Regions from separate parts of the Sus scrofa genome. Here all the other regions are linked to region 2. The links are chromatin contacts, called in public Hi-C maps. All regions are on one chromosome and are shown on one strand. Each heading gives the region's core, a stretch centred on a gene start, on an enhancer-like site or on the middle of the called end of the contact. The rest is flanking DNA. Distances are from core to core; before and after follow the strand shown.

Region 1 (3,721 bases), core at 1,202-3,701, 580 kb before region 2:
GACCAATTTAAAAAACTCCTTCATTTTGTAATTAATTACTTGATTATGTTGTCTAATGAATGTCACCCTGATCTGTAAGCTCCACTCAGCTGTGAACTCTATGCATGTGTTCATGGTGACTGGTCTTGATGTGAGGCTTATTTAGGACCTGAGCATACAGAAGGAATAGCTTGTGTCCAGTGACTTGAACAAGACTTAGACATTTTATTTTTATTTTTTTATTTTTCTTCTTGGATGATAAGAGGATTTTATAATCCTCAGCATTTATTTAATCCCTTAATTCAGCAATCATTTATATGGGTTCCACAGAGGACGCAGTTATAGTTGGTTATCTATTGCTGTGTAACAGAGTACCCCAAGACCGTTGCTTTAAATAATGAACATTTAGTATTTCACAGTTTCTGTGTGTCAGGAATCTGGGTACAGCTCAGCTGGGTGCCTCTGCCTCAAGGTCTAGCCTGGAGTTATGATCACATCTGAAGGCTCGGTGGGGGGGTCTGCTTCTGAACTCACTCATGGGTGTTGGCAGGATTCAGGTCCACACAGGTCTTTCAGCCGGTGTTGTCATTTCCTCACTGGCTATCGACCTCAGCTCCTTGCTATGTAGGCTTATCCCTGGGGCAGCTCACAACATGATAGAAGAAGAAAGGGAGACTAGTGAGGAAGACAGGAAGAATACATGAGAAAGAGACTGGGGAGCAAAAGTGCAACTCAAGTGTCTTTGTAACCTCATGTTGAAAGTGTAGTTCTATCACTTTTGCAAATTCTGTTCATTAGAAGAGCATAACTAGGAGCTCCTTTTGTGGCTCAGCAGGTTGAAGACCTGATGTCTCTGTGAGGATGTGGGTTTGATCCCTGGCCTCGCTCAGTGGGTTAAGGTTCTGGCATTGCCATAAGCTGCCTAGTGTTGCCATGGCTGCAGCATAGGCCTCAGGTGCAGCTCCTAGCCTGGGAATTTCCATATGCCATATGCTGCAGGATCATTTGCAAAAAACAAAAACAAAAACAAAAAAAAAAGAGAGAGAGAGAGAGAGAGAAAGAGAGAGAGGGGCCCTAGGTGGACCCACATACTTAAGTAGATGGGATTATATAAGGGTATGAATAGCAGATAGGACTCTTTGAGAGATGATGTAGAAGCTCCCTAGCAATCAGTGGTTAATTTCCAGTTGACATTTGGCATTTGAAATGAGAATTTTATGAATTATCAAAACTTTTATCTGATGAGTTTATGGAAACTCACCTAAGGAGATAATTCTTTTTTTAAAAAATAACTCTACTTGATAGGATTAAAAAACTTTTTTTAAAATTATAACTGAGTTACAGTGTTCTGTCAACTTCTGCTGTACCACACAGAGACCCAGTTATGTGTACATATATATATACACACATTCTTTTTCTCACATTATTGTCCATCATGTTTCATCACAAGTGATTAGGTATATAGTTCCCTGTGCTCTGCAAAGGATCCCACTGCCCATCCACTCCAAATGCAACAGTTTTCATCTACTAAAAGACTTGGACATTTTAGATTAAAGTATTTAAAGGGCAGCTTTGGATACAGGGACATTAGTTTATGAAACCCAAACGAGGCTTAATTCTGTGCTGTTTGGAACCAGTATCATCTAATGGGCAGTTTTCAGTTTCAAGTCTGGTTCAAGACTGACTATGCAGCTTTGAGTTTAGGTCAGTGTCACCTGGAATGCATCTTCTATCTATTTTGCATGACCTTCTTTTTTGTCTGAGAGCCCTCCACTGTAGCATCCTACCTAAAATATTTCCCCCCAAAGTGCACCATTCTTTGTTTCACTTAATAACTACCTGTATTTGAAAGGAAAAACATTTAAGTGTTGACAGCAGTTCTCTGAGAGTCTAAAGTACCTGGCATACATCTTGGCAGAGTTTTTATTAAAGAGAAAGAGCAAAGGAACAAAGAAGAAATCTAAAGAAGGAGCTAGACTTTTAGTTGAAACTGAGAAGGTAACCTCTCCCCCTCTTGCCCTCATAAACATTAAGTATATATATTTTATAGTGATATTTTTAGCTCATTCTGATATATATTGATTTGCTTCCTGTGAGTCATTATCCGTTTCTTCTATGTTAAAAAAACATATTAAATATCAATGTGGTGATATAAATATATATGTGTGGGTGGATGGGAGAGTGAAGGGAATTTTCTTTTGAATTCCGAGAAGGGAAATAGCTTTCTCCTCAGTTCCCACATCATCCATCAACTCATCACATCTTCAATCTGCTCCATTTTCTCCCTCAAAACAAAACTGAACAATCACTTCTAACTTTACTTGAGAAAAAGAGGTTTCAGAAAGTTCTGGAGATGGCCTGTTTTTTGGGGGGACTGTTGATTTTTTTTGTAGCCCCGATTCTGAAGAGATGTCCAGTTGCTATTTCCATTTTGGGCAGTAGAGGGCAGACGTCTCCAGTCCTGCCCACCCAAGATTGGCCCCGGCAACATTATGTTTATGCAAACAGCCTTTGACATAATAGCTTTGAAACAGCTGAAAATTGAATTGTGCCTTGAGGCCAAACATCTAGACCACCACCTTTGTTATATTCATCTGCCACAGTAAATTGGGTTCACCATTGGCTCCGGGAGCCGGTTTTTCCTAGATTCCAGCCCCACAATAACTCCGCGTAGGAGAAAGACAAATGTGACTTCTTTACACAAAACATTGGCAGAGTTTCATTTCACAGACTCTTATCTGAGAGACTGGAGATTGCAGTGTGGATTTCTCTGGCCATCTGAAGAAAAGAAAAGAAAAGGAAAACTGGAAACCTAAACCGAATCCATCTAATTCTGGAATCTCTGTGTTGTTTCCATAGCTTTTTAGCTTCTCCACTTAATCTAATTAGGACTTCGCCTCCCGAAATAAATACCTAATAAAGAATGAACCTATTAAAAGACTAAATTTACTACACACCCGTTTGTGCAAACCCTCTGCGTGTTTCCTTGAAGCGGTAATGCTGTTGAAACTGAACGTTGTTTGACTGGATAATGGTCTCCCGCTGTAAGACGGATTATAGAAAATAAACGTCGAGGGGGGGAAAGCCAGTTGCTTTATTGAATTCCATCGATGATAATGCCATCACCTGAAATAGCTGCCTGAAAAGAGTGTAAATGGGAGGAAAGCAGCAGCATCCAGAGCCAATTTGCAACTGGGGAACAGTTCATTTTCCTGGAAGTAATTTTATTCTGTTTGGGGTTCACTGCCCTGGTTTGGGGGTTTGACATGAAGTAGATTTTTTTTTTAAAAGAAATCTATTTGTGGGCATCAAGAATGCTTTTCATAGGAGAGAATATAAGCATGGCTTAATTGACTGATTCATTCATTTATCAATAAAGATTTAATGAGGACCTCTTGTGTGCTGGCACTATTTGGGAGCTGCTATGATAATGAGCAAAACAGATGTGTCATTGCTCTCGTGAAACTTGCAGTCTAGTGGAGGATGTAGAATCCATTCATTAGCAAATATTTATTAAACACCTACTTTCCTTCAAGGCCATAATCACAAAATAACTACAAAGTTGCAACCCCCATGAGCAATGTGAAGGCAAAGTAGCGAGGATAGGGTATATGCCATTCCTTTGAAGAACAATTTTAAGGCAAATCATGTAGTATCTAAAAGATTTCCCAGGTTAGTGTGGAGAGTTTGTTAACACACTTGCCAGTTTGCTTAATGGATTCAAATCCATTCACCAAACTTT
Region 2 (3,407 bases), core at 117-2,616:
CAGTACAGTGCCAAGCACCTAGTAGGTCCTTAGGACATGTTCTGAACAGAAATTCCCAAGCTCCACCGTGCCACCTTCCCACCTACACACTCAGCCTTTCTGTTCTTGATGCACCACATCCACTGCCAAAGCTCAGATCTTCACGCCCGCCCTCATTCCCTCTGCTTAAGGTACCCACCCACCTCATCCTTCACATCTCAGCTTAGGCATCACTTTGTCTGGACACCTTCCCCACCCTTCAGGTTAAATCAGGTCTCACTGTAATATACTTTCAGAGCATCCTAGGTTTTTTCTTCATTGCCGTTATTGGTTTGTTGGTTTGTACTTGTGTGGTTACTTAATGCCTGCTTGCATCACTCATCTGTAAGTTTCACAAGGGCAGGACCAGTGTCGCTGTGCTTGCTGTAGAATCCACTATGCCTCACCTGGTGCTGGATACACAGTAAAACCCTCAAGGTTTACGTGAATGAATGAATGTTTCCAGGAACTAGGCCTTAAGGAAAGTAGAAACCAGCAGGGGTGTGGCTGACTATTTGATTCTGTGAAGTACTATGACATGACCGTCTCATACTAAACATTCTAGACTAACTTTGAATATAGATTTAGCTTGTCTGAGATTGAGAGTTTCCTGAGGGCAGAGGCTTCTTGTGCATTTTTTTAATCTTCTGTATTTCATACAGAATTCCAAAAATATATATTGAATGACCGAATGAATCAACATAGATTTCTTTATAAGAAAAGGATGGTAGCTTCTCTACGTATTATCACAATCTTTCATTACCTCAGATTAGGCTCTAGACCTGAGCAAAATGCCCAACGCAAATGATCACGATGATGGTTGTAGAACAGCCTATCAGCTCTGGCTGTCAAGTTTCTGTTGATCTACGGCCTCTTTTCTGAATTTGCAAGGCATTGTTCCAAGCTACAAGCATCATTAACCTTATCATGTTCAGTAACTACAAAAGTAGGGAAAGCATTGAACATGGAGTATTGTACAGGAGTATGTACCTCTTGGGTGTTTGTGGAATGTTTGACTCTGGATAAATTTGGTTTTATCCAAGAGGAAAAGTGTCTTATCCACATGTGATTTAAAACTATAGATCATAGAAGGGTCTGTGTTCACACAGGCCGCCTCATCAATGAGCCAGGGCCTGTAATTAATTGACCAGAAGGCTCAGTGGGATTAATTAGCAGCTGTATGCGAAGAGCTTGATTCAGACTTGCAGCACGGAGGATGGCTTTCCAGAGTGGCCAGGTCCTGGATTCACAATTGGGTCATTTCAGGAGGATCTAATTGCTTGCCTAGGGAGATCCTTTGGAGCTCTTGGCTTCTCCTTGGGCCATTATGGGCACTGCGTGCCTACCTGCTGCCAGCAGAGGGCAGCAAAATGCTGTGTGTGTTCGATTTGCATCCCAGATGAGCAAATCCCCAAGGATCCACTAAGAGGGAAAGTGGGTGTCCCAGGATTACTCTCCCTGCCTTTCTCTGGGTGTCACCAGTGGTCTGAGTAATTGTAAACACAGACTTTTTACATTATGTGGGACAGGGGCTCATCCGAAATAGAGAAATGAATACACAACTAGGAGCTGCCATCACAGACAGGAAGTAACTTTAATTAAATATTGTGAAAGTTGAAAAGTTTTTACAGCTTGAATTTTTGCAAAAAAAAAAAATTATAACAATCTCTACAGTAGTTAGGTTCTCTAACAATTGAACTGTACAGTGTGTGTCTATTCCAAAAGTTTGATAAGAAGGTGAAAGGTTAGACTTAGAGATGACTTTGTTAAGCTGCATCCTTGTACAATGTGAGGCCAGGGCATGTTATGCAATCCAGTCATCCAGAAGCTGTATTTTTCCCCCAAAACCAAAATCTTAGTTGAATTCTCTATTTTCGTCTTAAAGCCATATTCTGTATTTAGGGGAACATATTTACTTGTAAAAGTTTTGTGTAGAAGAAAGAGGGTCCGAGGGTCAGAACGTCTTTTCATCTAATCAATATAAATAGAGGCAACAAAACACAAATGATACACATTTTAAAGGCTCTTTGGACTTTCAAGATAAGTTCTAACCACTACGCATGGCTGACTATGGGTGGCGTCTGTTGTCAGGGTCTGAGCCGGATACCTCACCGGCTGACCGGTCCTTCACAAACAGTTAAGGGGCTCACCAGACAAAATATGGCTTTAAATTGTACACATCTTCAGGCCAGCGCTTACCACACGAATTCAGACAACCTTTCTGAGTACCGAGAAGCAATGCGTCCACCTTGCTTACATTTTCCAGTTTTATTATTATTCATCATTATTATTATTTCTCACCAAGAAAAATCAGCTTTCCTCCCCTCCCTTCCCTCCCGCAAACCCCTCCCCCCACCCGCCCCAACCCATAAAAATCCACTCTGACAGTCTAGTGAAAACCATTGCAAAATCCATAGGGGGGCATGCACAGTTGCAGCATTGTTGTAAATTTCTTGCTCTACTAGAAAAGTTACATTGTCTTAAGGTAACAAAACAGTTCTTTTGTGCTTTTCGATTTCTTTTTTTTTCTTTTTTTTTTTTTTCTTTTTTCTTAGAATGTGAGTGATGACTGACAGTTCTGGTGCACAGTTACAATGTACAAGTGAAATGAATATGATTTGCATTGTTAAGGCATCCAATCTGCTGGTTTATATTTATGTGAAAGACAGAGGAAATATACAAGCAGACTTAGGAAAGAAAGTATGTTCACTGATTTCTATGAAGTTTCTCCTCGGAATTTAATGCACAAAATGCGTCACTCCAAAGGGAGAGGTTCCATGCATATTAATAGAGTAAAACAGCATTAGGGTTGTTTTTTTTTGTTTGTTTTTTGTTTTTTTTCTGTAAGCTTCCAAAGCAAAGGATACATTTTTTTTAAATCTACGGAACTAAATGCTACAAGAATAATATGCTACTATTTTTTTGCCATATATTGGAAAAAACTTCTTAACTTACAAATAATACAAAAATAGACAATGGCTTTTGGATGAAAATTAAAAAATGAAGCATGGTTTAAAACAATACTAAAAATAACTATAAATGAAATGTTTAAAAATCACATTGAAACAGCTAATACAACTATAGGTGACCAAACCAATACGCACTTTTCACATAGCAAACATACACAATAAAATAAATTGGGAGTCGGAGGAAAAGAAGGAAGGGGAAAGCAATGTACAAATTCCAAAGATAAATACATTATTTATATGGATATCTTACAAAATCCCCTTTAAAACAAAAAGCCTTTTAATTAACTTTGCAAGTATGTGCAAGCTAAAGGTAGTGAGCTTTTTTTTCTTTGCAAAATATGCAGTAAAATCTTTTTTGTGTGTGATATTGAAAAACTGTCTTAAGACATTAAAATGTATAAATAGAACCACAACTTTGGC
Region 3 (3,690 bases), core at 586-3,085, 770 kb before region 2:
GAACATTTTACTGCAATCCTTGTTTTTCACTTATGGTATCATTCAAATTTTCATGTCACTATAGAGTCACTGTAACTCTCACTTTTAATGGCTACATAACAGCCCAGCAGACCTTCCATTTAAGACTTCAGCAGTGGTCAAGAACATGGCTTCTAGGTATCAGAAAGACGTGACTTCTATTACTTCGTGATCTTTGGCAAAACTGTTTTAATTCCCTCAATCTCAATTTCCTCAAACATAAAATGGGAATAAGGAAGAATACTACTACCTCAAGGGTAACCTTATCAAATAAATGGTACACAAAGGTACAGTGGACATAGGAGGTGCTCAATAAATGTTAACTATTATTACTAGAGATGGTATCACCTATTAGAGTCTAGAAATATTAAATAATATTTTTATAAGAAAGAGCTGACTTTGAAAAGAACACCTTGCATTTAAGACGTGAGATGGCAAAATGTCTGGTTATTAAAAATGAAATTCTGGAGTTCCCGTCGTGGCGCAGTGGTTAACGAATCCGACTAGGAACCCTGAGGTTGCGGGTTCGGTCCCTGCCCTTGCTCAGTGGGTTAACGATCCGGCGTTGCCATGAGCTGTGGTGTAGGTTGCAGACGTGGCTCGGATCCTGCGTTGCTGTGGCTCTGGTGTAGGCCGGTGGCTACAGCTCTGATTCAACCCCTAGCCTGGGAACCTCCATATGCCGCGGGAGCGGCCCAAGAAATAGCAAAAAGACAAAAAAATAAATAAATAAATAAATAAAAATAAAAATAAAAATGAAATTCTCATGCTTACATGGATTTAAGAATTCAAAGACATTCTGAGGAATAAATACTGTGAAAATGTAAAACTGTAGTAGTATTAACTTAACATCTAAAGCTCCGATTACTGAGGAATTGTTATATCAGATGCCTGTGAATATGGTAATTCAAATCACTGACTTTAAGTTTTAGAAAAAGTGAAAAAATAAAAATTTGGTAACTTAAGTTACACATACCTCACTTTTATTGTACGGTTTTTCAGTCATCACAAAGTTCAATTTTTTAAATGAGGAAAGCTTGGTTATAATTGGCACTCAAATTTCTCAAATATAATTTTCACATTTATTTCAAATACTTCAATTAATAAACAGTATTCAAATTTTAAAGGAACCATTATGCATATAAATGACATGCTAAATCACAGAATAAATGTGGCTTCTAGATTTACATTCAGAACACTGTTCTACTAAAATAGAAAAGCAAAATCCTATTACTTTCTTTCAAATCTCAGAGAAAAGCTGTCTCCTAACTGGTTTGATAACAAAAATACAAATTATTTCTATGGCCTCCTTCAAAATTTAAGACTATTAATGGATTTTTATATAAAACCCAGTTATAATTCTATCACAAAATTTTTTATGTATAAATGTAAAGAAATAATTTTTTTTTCTAATTTTGCCAACAATGGAACCAAAATAAAATAAAGGCAGCCAATGACCTATGTGCATGCAACTTAAGATGCCACAAAGTAATGGATTTCAAAATGCTTTGTTTATCCTACTGGCTGAAGAATGCGTGACTTGGGCAGTTAGAAGTGTCAAAATGCAGCTGTGGGAATGAACAATAGCAATTAGGACTAAAATTCATCCAAGCATTGCATGGCCAAGAATGCACTTGCAATCTGTTTTCATTGTTTAATTTGTTGGAGAACAAGATGAAAAGAGTTAATCTCTAGTCCACGTACATGAAATATTTTTACTAGAGCCTTCATAAATGCTGTAGCGTTTAGAACACTACTTTCCTTGTTCAAGCTACAAAAGCCCATGGGTCAAATGAGAAAGGTCCTGTTTCCCTAACCCTTCACAAGATTCTTAACTGAAGGCCTGTGTGTTTGAGTGCTGTGTGTTTAAGAGGGTGAGGTGGCAGAGAGCCAATAATTTAAGAATTTCCTTATTTCCTCCGTTGAAAAACAATGGGAACTATGTAAAATGACACCTTGCCATTAGCACACCATCATAATATAAAGTATATCCATGGTAAAATATGGCAACAAAATAACAAAAAGTAACAAAGTTAGAACACTTCCATGAAGAGTATCAGGCTCTATTTTAAATGAAATGGTTGCTTTCCAGAAACTGCAGTGTTCTTAAGATGAGGTCTGATGGCATAAAGAATTCCAAAACAAAGTATTTTTAAGCTGCACTTAATTCAGAAGCAAATGTAAACTAAAACAAAACAACACTGTATAGTTTGGCCTTATTCCAGATCATTTAAAAATAACTATTTCTAAAAAGGTAGAAATGGCATTTTTGACCCTTCCTTTCCCATGTTTTCTGTTGCCCTCAATCCACACCCTACCCATAATTCCAGTGACCTTTTAAAGAAAGGAAAATAACTCCCTCCTTCTCCCCAAAAAAAGAAAGTTAAGAAAAAAATTATGTCCAGATGTGAAAGGAAAAAAAATCTAGTTTAATTCCTAAAACTTCCTATGATTGTTTTAAGAATGGATAATTCAGACACTAGAGGGGGATCTCTCACCAGTTTTTTTAAAACACACACAAAATTCAGACAAATGTCAAGGATCTGTTCTACCAACAAAATTATAGGAAATTACCAGGGAATGACCGGAGTAAAGTATGTAAGAAGCTGCTCACGTTCTGAAGGTTTTCACCTTAAAGCAATATTAAACCACTGCCTTTATAAGGATAAAATCCACAACTACAATCAATCCACAGTGCTTTTATACATACACTTTTACACTTGCCCTCAAAACACTCCAGCAATAGTAAGTAGGGCAGGACTAAGAGTCCCCAAAGAGAATACTTAACTCTGAACAAGCCAGCACTACTCACTCACTGGATTTTTAATGCCAACTACTACAAGTTACCATCCTCAAGTCCTGTACACATGCTTCTATGGCTATATGAACACAGCCGATATTCAGTTAAGTCAAGGATTGATTATTCAATTTGTAAATAATTACTGTTCATTTTGGTCTTCCACTTTATTCCCCATTTTCTGCTTATTTTGCTGCTCACTGCTGATAAAATATCAAGTTAATTTATTTGATAATGGTTTGGGTCCATGTTGTAGAGGCAAACTTGGTTGAAAGTAAGAGCTAAAATAAAGCTTTTACTCACAAGATGGTCAATGCTGCTTCCAATCTGCATTAAGAATAATCAGTAAAATGAATAAGAAAAAACTTTACTAGTCCTTATGCTATTTTTTCTTGCTAGAAGTTCAAGAATATGCTTTGCTAAAATAAATACCCCCCGAAAAAGACAAAGGATACACATAATCCAGTCCTAACTGTGAATAAAAGAATATGAAAAATGAAACAGATTTATTAGCAAGAAGTCTTTTTCCTAGCCTTAAAATTTTACTTCTTAAAAAAAAAGTCAAATAGGTCTGTATTTTTCATATGGTTTCTACTTTTTGTTTAAAGTTATTATAAAGACTTCATTCTTTGATCAGGAAAAAATACTTAGCACTATTTTTAGATGGTTAAACTTATGTGTTTAGGTTAAAGTTGTGTTTTGCTGTGTGAATATCCACACTTAAAGACACAAGAGAGTCAGAAAAACAGAGGCAGCAAGAGACAGAGACAAATACAATATTCAGAGTAATGGTTTTAAATAATGGGCTCTTTTATTGTCTATTTTCTTTTTCCTGTATTTGGCAAATTCTTCCCCATGAACATTATGTTGTAACC

The links. Hi-C and Micro-C count contacts between places; a contact is called where the count stands out from the background.
Region 1: a contact with region 2 is called in a Hi-C map of subcutaneous adipose tissue, with 2.3 times the contacts expected there. The contact joins two enhancer-like sites. A contact is called at or near these places in 3 of 47 Hi-C or Micro-C datasets (fetal heart ventricle, retroperitoneal adipose tissue and subcutaneous adipose tissue) and 1 of 2 datasets of contacts at active chromatin or transcription factors (skeletal muscle).
Region 3: a Hi-C map of subcutaneous adipose tissue shows a contact between it and region 2, with 2.7 times the contacts expected there. The contact joins two enhancer-like sites. A contact is called at or near these places in 6 of 47 Hi-C or Micro-C datasets (embryonic fibroblasts, fetal skeletal muscle, fibroblasts and 2 more) and 1 of 2 datasets of contacts at active chromatin or transcription factors (skeletal muscle).

What each region holds. Positions count from the first base shown.
Region 1 is chr16:65,333,276-65,336,996 of Sscrofa11.1, reverse strand. The region is part of intron 3 of LOC110257284 (a long non-coding RNA gene); the gene reads left to right. Among named protein-coding and RNA genes, the nearest start is that of CLINT1, 160 kb to the left of the region's middle. Within about 2 kb of position 2,451, at least 12 of the 83 cell types and tissues checked have an H3K27ac peak or open chromatin away from gene starts, as enhancers often do. A contact at or near this core is called in subcutaneous adipose tissue, where this site is marked.
Region 2 is chr16:64,751,375-64,754,781 of Sscrofa11.1, reverse strand. It overlaps EBF1 (transcription factor COE1), which reads right to left. Exons shown (of 17, transcript XM_005672579.3): 17 at 1,594-3,407. The region is part of intron 4 of LOC106506547 (a long non-coding RNA gene); the gene reads left to right. Among named protein-coding and RNA genes, the nearest start is that of EBF1, 400 kb to the right of the region's middle. Within about 2 kb of position 1,366, at least 6 of the 83 cell types and tissues checked have an H3K27ac peak or open chromatin away from gene starts, as enhancers often do. A contact at or near this core is called in subcutaneous adipose tissue, where this site is marked.
Region 3 is chr16:65,523,171-65,526,860 of Sscrofa11.1, reverse strand. All of the region lies in intron 1 of CLINT1 (clathrin interactor 1), which reads right to left. Among named protein-coding and RNA genes, the nearest start is that of CLINT1, 28 kb to the right of the region's middle. Within about 2 kb of position 1,835, at least 22 of the 83 cell types and tissues checked have an H3K27ac peak or open chromatin away from gene starts, as enhancers often do. A contact at or near this core is called in subcutaneous adipose tissue, where this site is marked.